Linked DNA regions of Hordeum vulgare: region 2 is linked to region 1. A link is a contact called in public Hi-C data. All regions are on one chromosome and are shown on one strand. Each heading gives the region's core, a stretch centred on a gene start, on an enhancer-like site or on the middle of the called end of the contact. The rest is flanking DNA. Distances are from core to core; before and after follow the strand shown.

What was found. Hi-C and Micro-C count contacts between places; a contact is called where the count stands out from the background.
Region 2: a Hi-C map of leaf shows a contact between it and region 1, with 2.6 times the contacts expected there. The contact joins two enhancer-like sites. A contact is called at or near these places in 2 of 6 Hi-C or Micro-C datasets (leaf and seedling).

What each region holds. Positions count from the first base shown.
Region 1 is chr2H:372,115,405-372,120,955 of MorexV3_pseudomolecules_assembly, forward strand. No RefSeq gene overlaps it. Among protein-coding and RNA genes, the nearest start is that of LOC123426316, 290 kb to the right of the region's middle. Within about 2 kb of position 1,462, at least 3 of the 3 cell types and tissues checked have open chromatin away from gene starts, as enhancers often do. A contact at or near this core is called in leaf, where this site is marked.
Region 2 is chr2H:372,555,860-372,561,619 of MorexV3_pseudomolecules_assembly, forward strand. No RefSeq gene overlaps it. Among protein-coding and RNA genes, the nearest start is that of LOC123430106, 6.3 kb to the right of the region's middle. Within about 2 kb of position 2,017, at least 1 of the 3 cell types and tissues checked has open chromatin away from gene starts, as enhancers often do. A contact at or near this core is called in leaf, where this site is marked.

The DNA.
Region 1 (5,551 bases), core at 212-2,711:
GACAGCACAACAACGTCATCATCATCGCTTCTCCCTTAGAGGTGTCATCGCCACCCCAAACTCTGAGAAACGACGATAGATGATCGTCGAACCAACCCACAATGAAAAGGTTGTGTGGAGACACATGAAGATCCGTGCGCGACCTCACCCATTGTGAAAAGACAAACACAACTCTCACACCAACAGAGAGCTACGAAGGAGAACCAAGCAAGATTGATGTCTTGGAAGATCACTGAACGAACCACCTACAACCTGTCATCGTACATCACTAGGCCCCGCCGTCGCAACTTTAACTTGACAGCAACAAACCAGCCAAGGCCATCCCACGAACACGTCGAAGAAGTGCCGACTACCGCAACTAACGTCGCGTCTTGAACATCACTCTCTGTGGCACCATTGCCACGCCCGCGATGCACCATCAAGCGTCTCTCCCCCATCACCCCCGCTCCCTCGCCGCGCGAGCGCGACCATCGCACCCAAGCGCCCGTTGGAGTGGCCATACCGCACCGCCCAACTCGAGCGGGAGGAGAAAATGGCCATGCCGCCACCGCGTAGTGCAGGCTTTGCCTGATGACGCATGCCGACGGTGGCGAGGGGCGGTGAGGTGTGACACGCGCGACGGCTATGGTTCGCTCCTCGCCACCCGCGGGAGCGACCAAGGAGCGTTCTCGTCCGTTAATGTCGTCACTGCTAACTTTTCAAAATAGCTTTAATGACTTGTTCGATCGGCACTAATTTCTGTTCACTTATAAGTCATTATACGTCATTTTCCAGTAGTGCAGACTTATTTGGTAGCTGCTACTTCTTTCTCGCAATCCATAGCTCCACGCGAGGAGGGCACTTGAACATTGCGTGGAGTCATCATCACATAGCTGACCACAGCCAAGTTTGGATACTTGCGGCAAGACAGCATTCGCCTAGAGTAAGCTAGGAACACGGTGATTAACCATGCTGCCATGCATGTCAGCGCAGTATCATTGCTCCATGCTATGGACATTCACTAGCCGTTAGAAGACTCGGAACCCTCTGACCGCGTTCCCTTGCAAAGACATAGCATACGTGCTCCCTTTTTAAATACTCTTCGAAATTAATTGTCACATAAATATATAAAAATAAATGTATCTAAAAAAATACATCTAGGTATATTCATTCTTATGACAATTATTTTCGGGCCGAAGAAGTATAAGTTTCATAGAGAAATTCACTAAATACATAGAGCAAAATGATTGAATCTACACTCTAAAGTATATCTATATATATTCGTATGTAATTTTTTAGTGAAACATTTAGAAAAACTTATATTTGAAAATGGTGGAGGTAATTTTTTATTTTTTGAGGGATGCAAAGACATATTCATAGCATTCTTTTGCTTGCATGCTTCCTATGGACAACGCAATTACTCAAACGTCAGGTTCGGGTGGTTTGCTTCGGACCAGACTGCTCCCCGTGACTTGTTGATAGGAGCGTCTACAGGCCAGCTAGTTATGGGTTGGGCTGTTGATCGATGGTGTTAAGCCCTCGGGCTGATCAGGGGCTAGGGTGTCATCTCGTTTTCTTTTTAAATCAATGTACAAATCAGCTACGGTTTCTCATGGATTCAAAGAAGGGCTGGCCGACTGCTCTAGTGATCAATTATTTCTACTACTCCCTTCGTTTCTTTTTTACTTGAATTATAAGACTTGTTTGTAGTCAAACTACTCAAAAATTACCAACATATATTAAAAACAATCAACATCTCCAATACTAAAGTTCGGAGCTGGAGCTAATGTGACCCTGATGCACCATTTAACCATAGTATAAATTTTTCAAGCACCGATATACTAAATATTTTTCAAGCACCGATGCACTGGATAAGGATGTATTTCAGACATAAACTACGTTGATGTATAAATACAAAATGCATTTTTTTAATATAATGATAAAATAAAAAAACTTGCATGACATGAACTATATATATAGTTATTAGTGTTAAAACACTGTCCGATGCCCCACGTTTAGCAAAAACACATTCATGTAAATATATTTAAATAGGGTTTAATTCAGTACAATCTTTACAACTTGTAATTTTTTAGGGAAAATAACACATAAAATTATATACGAAGCACAATTAGAATCGAGGGAGTCATGATTGTAATCTGTAGAAGAAAAACATCTAGAAGAGAGGGAAGACAAGTAACAGGAGCCGGCTTGCCTTACTTCCTCGCAGGATGTCGTAACTGCGGGTAGCCGCGTGGCCATGTGCCGGGCGCCTGGCCGCTCGGCATCGGAACAGATCAAATCAAATGTCAATCATATCGATATAGACATGGGGTATATGTGGATCACTTGCCGGCGGCCACCGCTGCGATCGTTGGTTGTTCTCGGCTGTTCGAAAGTCGGGACAACAAAAGCCGACGAGAGGAGACGGTTTCCTAATCAATTGTTCTTTGAGCAAACCCTAATCAAGGGATGGATTTGCTATGTTCATCATATAGCCGGATCGATTGATCGTGCGTGCGTGCATAAGTGCCTACCGTGTGCAGCAAACGTTCTTGATGTGGGCTGCAACGTACATAAGTGGCAGTACACGGATCGAATGGATCAGCGTTGAGCACGAGAGCCTTCTAAAGACAGATTTCATGGGCCGTGTAGCACTTCTGCTTGCCTACCTGATGCCTTGAGCTTTATACCTGGTAATCAGTACTAAAAACGTATTTGGACCATGTAGCATGTGCCACAGGGTGGTCCTATTGGGCTCCGTCCCTGAAAGTTATATTGTAAGAAAATTAATTTCATGATGTATTCAATGATATTGAATTCGTACTATCAATGTTGATATTGTTTCAGATAAAGTTGGTCAAATTTTATAAAATTTGACTCCAAACAAATCTTATCTTACCTATTAATAAAGCAAATAATGCTTCTGTCGTACGTCATTCAAATTGCCCCTAAAGTTGGTTAAAATTATCCACCAATGCCATCTATAAGTCATAAAAGACGTTTGAAACAGGAAATTTTCGGACTGGGCCAGCCATGTAGGTCCCTCCTATATTACGCTCTAGGCATTGAAAAAAGATGCAGCGCACCTGTTTCTGCCGGCCCATGCGCGTCGCCTGTTTTTTTTAGTTTAGTTTTTAATTTACCTTTTCAGTTTCATTTTGTTTTTCTACTTTAAATAATTTAGAATTTAAAATAACTTTTCTCAATTTTAAGAAACTGAGAATTTCGAAATAAAATATTCAAAAAAACATAATTTTTTTGAGAATTCAAAAACTACTCAGGAGTTTTGAAAAATGTTTCCATAAAATAAAAAAAGTCAACGATTTTAAACAAAAGTCCGTGTAAAAATCTTAAAAACAGTTCGTGCCTCTGTTCTTAGTCTCGTTTTTTATTTTCATTTTTCTGTTCCATTCTTTAATTTAAAAAATTTAGAACTTTGAAAAACTTTTGCAATTTATAAAATTTAGAATTTTGAAATAAAAGTTTGAAGAAAACATAAAATGTTTGTTTATTCAAAAAATGCTTGGGAGTTTTGTAAAAATATTCGCATATTCAGAAAAATGTTCATAATTTTGAGAACAATGTTGGTGAAAACAATAAAATTCCATGATTTTGAAAAAAAAGATCGTGTATTATTTTTTGAGTGCAATTGAAAAAAATGTTTGCTAATTCAAAAATGTTCATGCATTTCAAGAAATGTCTTAAAATTTTAAAGGCAGAATATGATCAGCATCATTGAAGATTATAATTGTTTTTCACCCGTTGCAACGCACGGGCCCTTTTGCTGACATTGTACGCATGTCCTCCCTCACCGGCAGGAACTCCGTCCCGGTCTGCTCTATTGCGTCGCGCCAACAAAGCTCCTCGGAAATATATATATCTACTAATATAGAAAATAGGTATTCTTAGTCCGTCATGCTATTTTATAAAAAAAAACCTAATGTTTCTGACATTAAACACATAGTATATTTTTTTTTAAATACTCATATCTTTAAACCGTAACACCAAATTTAACATGTTATATGTGAAATTTGATTAGAAAAATATGTAGAATCTGCATATGATGTTATTTTACCTGTTAATTTAAAAAAAGACTAGCTAGAATGCAGTTTTAATAAATAATGCATTATTCATCTTTCTTTCATGCCGGTATTGATCCGGATTGAGGATGAACATCTCAACAAAATTAGGATTGGAGATGAAATTAAAGGTCACTTGCCCGTTTCTTTGTACGTGTTAAATATACATGCAAGCCGTGTTGAAGTAGAAGACATGTGGAATTTTGAACTCCACATTTGTAGGATAAGACCATTTTTGTTTGTGCCGTAACTATAAATTCTCAGATTATAGATCATTTTTTATAAATTAAAAGCATGTGGTATTCTTTCTTCCGTTGCAACGCACAGACCATTTTGCTATTTTATATACAAACTGAAAAGAAGGGGACGAAGTACAACGAGTTGTACCCACATGGTGCCTGGGACAACGTTATGTGGGCCGGTGAAGAGGTAGAGCTACAAGTCGAGTCATATCAAAAAATAGAAAAAGAGGAACACCCCATCGGGTGCGTGTCAGTGGTGCAGGTGTTCTTCATAAGTCATCAAGATAACAAAAAGAAACAAATAAGTGATGAGGGTATGAAGCGTGAGAAACTGACATTACAAATAATATAATATCAATGGTCGAGTGCTCTCGAGGAACCCGGCGATACGGGAGTTGATGTACAACGGTAACATGGTTCAGTTGATGTTGTTATGTCTCGCTTATAACAAGATGTTGGGAACCCTCACATCAAGGCAAGCGCCTGATGGGACGGTCCAGCTTGCGCGTGGTACAACCTCTTTTTTTTTTCATGTTTTCCATTTTTGTTTTTGCATTTTTTTTCAAATATTTTAAATAAATATATTAAGAAAACTCTTAACATAAACCAAATAAACAAATGTTAATCAAGCATTTTAAAAATGTTACATGTGTGTACATAAAACATTTCTTATGTATACAAAGAAATACAATATGTTACGAAAATATTTGATAATGTATTTAAAAAATATTGATCACTGTTAAAAAAAGTACTGAATAAATGTTAGTCAAGCATTTCAAAAAATTTAAATGTGTATAGAAAAAATGTTGACAATGTATAAATTTACTCTTAGTTTGGAAAATGTTAAACTTGTATATAAAAACTGTTGACCACGTCTTAAAATAAATCTTGTATTTGAAAAATGTTAATCAAGCATTAAAATAAGTTAAATGTGTATAAACAATTGTTTATCATATATTCGAAAAATGTTAACCTTGTATTTGAAAAATAATAATCAAGCATTTTAAAGATTTTAAAAGTGTGTAAAAAATTTACCATGTATTTATTATTATATTCGAACCTGTATTTAAAAAAATCTAGACGTGCATTAGAAAATTATTCTTCATGTATACCAAAAATGTAGAGTAAATATTAAAATAAATAAAAACGAAAAAAATCAAAGAAACCCCAGAAAGAAACAAAGGAATGCGAATAAAAAAGAAAACCAAAATAAAAAAAACAAAGAAACTAGTGCAAAGTAAATGAAGAACG
Region 2 (5,760 bases), core at 767-3,266, 440 kb after region 1:
TAAACGCCCCATCGTGGAAAAGTTTTCCCCATGCCCGCTTCGCTCCTGGCAGCGGCTCGGGCGGAACCCTAGCCGCCCCCTCCCCTGCTCCCTCCCCCCTCGCCGTCACCAGAGGAAGCCGGCGGGCTAAGCCCGACCAGCAGACAGCGGCGGCAATGCGTTTCCTTGCCCTGCTGTGCGCTCTCGCGACAGGGGAGGTCGGCCTCCGCGGCCTCTCGCGGCAAGGCGTCATCAGCGCCAGACTGGCCTTCTGCGTCGCGCGGTGGCTCTCCTCCGGCAGGTCTCGGTGGGGTGGCGGCCCCCTTTTCCTCATGTGCGAACCCGGGTGCTCCTCGTCAGATGTGGCGGCCTTCCAGATCTGGCCATCTCCGGCCGGTTCTGGCCCGTCGGAGGTTGTCCTGGCTGAGGGCCGCGGTGGTGTGCGATGGACAAGCTCTGGAGATCTGCGGTTGCCGGGGCAGCGGCCCCGAACTTGGTGGTGGTGGCTTTGGCCAGAGGGCGGTGCGCCTGGCCATGGTGGATCGTGGGATCCCGTGGTCAGAAGGAGGTGCCTCGACAACTGGTGGTTGGTAGGCGGCGGTCGGTGGCGGTGGATGTTCAGCACAGCTTCGGTCCTCATCGGAGCCTGCGACGGCAACGCCCATGGGTGCCGCTATCTTTCTTGGAAGCGTCGTTGTGGAGGTGTGCTGCTCCTCCCCATGGCTTGAGCTCCGGAGGGAAACCTCAGATCCGGTGGATCGGGCGATGGAGGCATCGCTGCTTCTTTTCCCTGTTGGGGGCATCGTCTCGGAGCCGGCTACGACTGGGAGACTAGTGTGGTTGCGGCATCTTCGCCAGGGTTGGCGGTGTCTTCATTGCATGGTTTGCTGAGGTGGGGCGCTGGTTTCTGTTTGGCAACGGTGATGACGTTGTGAGGAGCCCGGGTCTGGGCGTGGACTTTGGTCGTCGGTTCTTTCCGGTGCGTCTGAGGTGATCTTCCGTTAGTTGCTTGAAGTCGGAGCTGCGGTGGAGCGAGTCCAGGCGGTGACGATGACGGGCGCTCGGTGGTTGTTTGCGAAGGTCGCGGTCGGCGCAAGTCCTGCATATTTCCTTGGTGATTCTCATCGTCAAGGTCGGAGCTGTCGACTACTCGCGCGTGTGGTCATCCGATGGCATGTGTCGTCGTGGTTTTTGCAGCTGTTTGCGGGATGGCTTCGATGTTGGAGCTAGTTGGTGAAGTCGGAGTCGCCCGTTCGGGGCAACCGGTGATGACGACGACGCTCGCGGCTCCACGACGGTTGTCTTTCTTCTTTGTAGCTTCGGATCTCATGTTGGTGGCTAGGTTGACAGGTGGTGTCCATTTCATATGGGTTATGTTCTATATCGGTTTTAGCCCTATTTTTCGTTAATTAATCGGGCAATTTTCTTCTTTTTATTTAATGCAAATGACAAATCTTTTGCCTCGTTTCTAAAAATATATATATATATATATAATATGATGGTTGTGTGCATCCATGAATGCACGAGGTCATGAGGTATAACCTTCACCTTGGAAAGATAAATAAAACTATATCATTTCTAATGTTGAAAAGATTTGGCTCCGGATTCAACAAAATTTCTGCAACTGGATTTCGAATGGAGCATTAGAAATTTGTTTTATGGAAAGAGAAACTTTACACATCGTGTCGAGAGAGAATCCATAGCATAGTACCACATGATGTGTGATCTTTTGCCACCTTTTCGTAGTGGTAGATTCTAAGGCAAGCAAGAGGAGAGGGAGGGAGAGAGGGAGAGAGAGAGAAATTAGGCAAATCACTTTGGATGTGTGCATGCATTTGGCTGAGGAATCTCTCACATCCCACCACTCAAAAGGTGGAGGTGGAGGATGCAAGGAGTAGTACCATCAAAGGACATGGCCGGCATTTTCTTTTCAGTGGTGGTGGATTGGATTAGATTCCCGGTGCACGCAGTGCATGATGGGCTAAAATATGCTTCCAATTGCATTGCATGCATGGCTGAATTGGGTTCTCCTCCTCCTTTGTGGTGATGGCAACCTCTGTGTTGCATCCCTTGGTCCCTTTCTTGCTAGTGCAGATGATTCTCCTCCTGCCACATGAGACGATACGATAGATGGAGGAATGGTAGAGACTAGAGAGGCAGAGGTATATATGCATGTGCTGCAATTATTGTCACCATATTGATGTGAGCTTCCATTAGAAGCATGTCTCCAATAGGTGGATTTGTATTCCAAGCTTGATGGACACGATGAATTGGATGGACAGACATGGCGTGTGTTGCGATGTACCTTCTTGAAAATCAAGGCTTCAAGATTCTTAAAATAAGAGCAACTCCAACTGCGCTACCCAAACGGACGCGCGTTTTGTTTGCGTTTTGTTCGTTTGAGTCGGTTCGTCCATCCTTTTCTGTAAATGAATCAAAAGTGTGTCCAACGCGTCGTTCTAGTTTTTGCCCGTGCGACAGCCTTGTGGTCATTTTTTATCGAATTGATAAATATTACAAATGTCCCAGATTAATAGATGTTCAATACAAAACGTTGCATAGTTTAAAAATTATAAATATATCTCATAGTCAATACATTTAAAATAAAAGATTACCGATACATCTACGAGTTGCCGACATGAATCCATCCATTTTAAATAAGGTTGAAAACATGTCTAGTCATCTAAAAGTGACGATCAAACAAGTGATGTTTGAAGAGCGGATTTGTAGTATCGAAATAGTTTTTCCACACTAGAAAATAACCATTCTCTCGGTTGCAATTCAGCGTCGGCATGTGCCCCGGCAAGAAGCCCTTGAACTGTGGCCCCTTCATACTTATGTGGTCATGGACGACCAACACAACCGTCACCATCTCCCCATCATTAGATGAAGAATCATCTGAGTCCAAAAAAAGTTGTAGAAAAAAACTCATCATCAAAGTCCATTTGTATCTTAGGCAAAGCGTTGAACACCTTGCACGCGTTGTGGAAGACACCGGCCGGAGAGGAGCTTCCTGCCGAGAAAAAGTGGCGGAGTGGCGGAGCTTGACGGAAGGAGTCCGTGGTGCGGATTAGTGACAATGGCGGAAACAGGCGGTACGGGTGGGAGGCGACGGGGGGGGGGGGGGGGGGGGGTTGTTTTGGAGGCGAAGGAGGAAGATGCCGGTGTACGTGCCATCGATTGACGGTCCAGGAAAAGAAAAGGGCGGGATGACGAGCGTGTCCGCGACTACGCAAATGCCGTCTAAATTTAGGCTGAAAATGAATCACGGACGGACGAAAAGCGGATGCGTGTCTGTTTGGGTCGACGCATTGAATCGACTTTCTTTCCGCGACGGCCCAATCAGACACGGACGAACGAAATGGATCGTCCGTGTTCTAAAGTAGTAAATCTTTTTTTAAACGTGAAGTAGTAAATCTTTGGCGCTCGAGTTTCTTGTACCAACGCATTCAACCCCAAATCGCCGTCGATTTTGCTGAGGAAACAAACATGGAAATAGTAGCAGGTGCGAACAGATTATTTGTTGTTCTTAACGGAAGAAACGTTTTCCATAGAGATGATGGTACAGTACAGGGGCCAATAATTGACTTGTAGGAAGCAGCAATCCAGATCAGGCAGGCCCTGGAATATTCATGATCGTGGATCACAAGGGGAAAGGGAAAGGGAAAGGGATCCAAAAACCCAATCAACGAGTGGACGTACAAACGCTACCCAGCAGCTGCGCTGCGCTGCGCTGCGCTGCGCTGCAAGCAGGGCGGTGGTTGGCGCGGCAATGACAATGCCATCCCCTGGTTTCCTGGGGTCACAGGAGACGCCGCACAGCTCCTCAAACGGCCCCTCGCTGCTTCCAGGGGGCAAAGGGTAGATTCGGATCGCTATACAGACGGCCCCTCGATATTCCCTTGTGTGTTACGTAGCACAGTACAGTTGTAGATTAGTTTTTAGCTGTGGTACTACGGACTGCTATTCTCTCTCCCATCTCTTCTTGCCTGTCCTACTCCAATCCAATGAAGAAAAACATTTTTCCACCGGGAAGAGAAGCTTCCCATTGACAGCTATGGAGATTCACCTTTGCGTCTACGATCTTTTCTATCATTGTTCTTCCCTGCAAGCCACGGAATCTGATAAGGCCAGCATCGAATATGCGACTGTTTATTTTTATTTTCTCTGGCTAAGTTTTATGCGAATAAAATGGAGATCAAAATACTACATGACGGGTAAGAGACATCTCTGCCAAAGAAAAGAGAGAGTATGCATGGCCTTCATGCATACTTATCTAGAGAATTTCTCAGACAATTTATCACATTCACGCCCCACAAAAAACATTTTACCACAAAAATAATAGTACTAGTATTATTGGTTTACTTGGCTTTGGGATATGAAAACACTGAAACTTAGACAAAATCATATATGGAATAAAACTACTATAAAAAACTACTCAACTCTTATTTTGGAAAACGGGATATACTCCTACTACATCAAATCTGGAGTTGAAGTTTACTTATCAGTGGCTCCTGATTGGCCAGTAGGGCCAGTTGCCAGCGGAATCAGAACCTTAGCTAGCTGCCATGTTGGAACACCTAACCTTGGTCATATCTAAGCCAGAAAATGCCTCTTGCGCACTAATTTAATCATCCTAGCCATAACTGGCTTTTGCCCACCGTTTGGGCCACATTCCCTTGTTAACTAAACCGTAACAGGATAGATGATCTCGATGCAAGATTCCACGCTTCGATCGACAAGATAACATATAGTACAAGCATTGTAGCCTGGAATCTGGAGTATATCTCCCCAAGATTCGACAGCGAATATCTTGATGGACAAAGTCTCTCCATTTGACCAGACATGCACATTTTTTCTTTTCCTGCCTTTCTTCTTCTGACCGGTCGACCTAATATTAAACTGTGTGGGTTAATCAGACGTCCATCTCGGAATACTGGAGCTGCGGCACTAGTTAGGCTGCTCTTGTTAATCGCCAGCTCCTTAGGAGACTACACGTGTGTTTTTTCTCTTGTGCTAACATGGTAGAATATTTCGCTGCCACTTGGAAGATACGTATCTCGCGGAAATTATTGTATATATTGATGAGTCACAATATCTTTGCAGACTGTATGCATGATGTTGAAAAACCTCTCATAGTTAACAACCATGTACATTCCAGCTGATGGAAACAGTGAACAGTAAAGAAAATCATATAACAATTACTCTAGATAGGCATGTAAACAAGGAGTAATAGGATTGACATAGTTGTTTTCAAGCATGTACACAATTAAACAGTGATTCATTCCCTCATGTTTACATTTAATTTAATTTGATTAGGCCTCATCATATCCATGTACATACGTACATAGCCAACATCGATACATAGTGGGTTTTAAGGCATGTACACAAGGAACAGTGATGCATTTTCCTTTACACGTGCATGATCTGTTCAATAGTACCTAGAGGCTAAAGCTAAAAAAATGTTTGACTTAGAAAAATAGAGGTTTAACTAATGGTGGAACATGCATGCCCAAGTGGCCAAGCCCAACACACCAAAAGTCTATTGACTTTGTGCAATGTCACCAAGAAGAAACAATAGTACAGAGTAGTACTACTAGTGACCCTGGCCCTGTCCTAAAGCCTAAAGGCAAAGGCAAGGCACAGGCACGGCATCCATCCCTCCCTTGTTCGGATTTTTGTCCAAAAGGACCCCCTGTCGAGTGGTATTGTCAAAAGAGACCACATGCGAGTGCAAACGTCAAAAAAGACCCCCACTCCGGGTAGCGGCAGGCGCGCCAG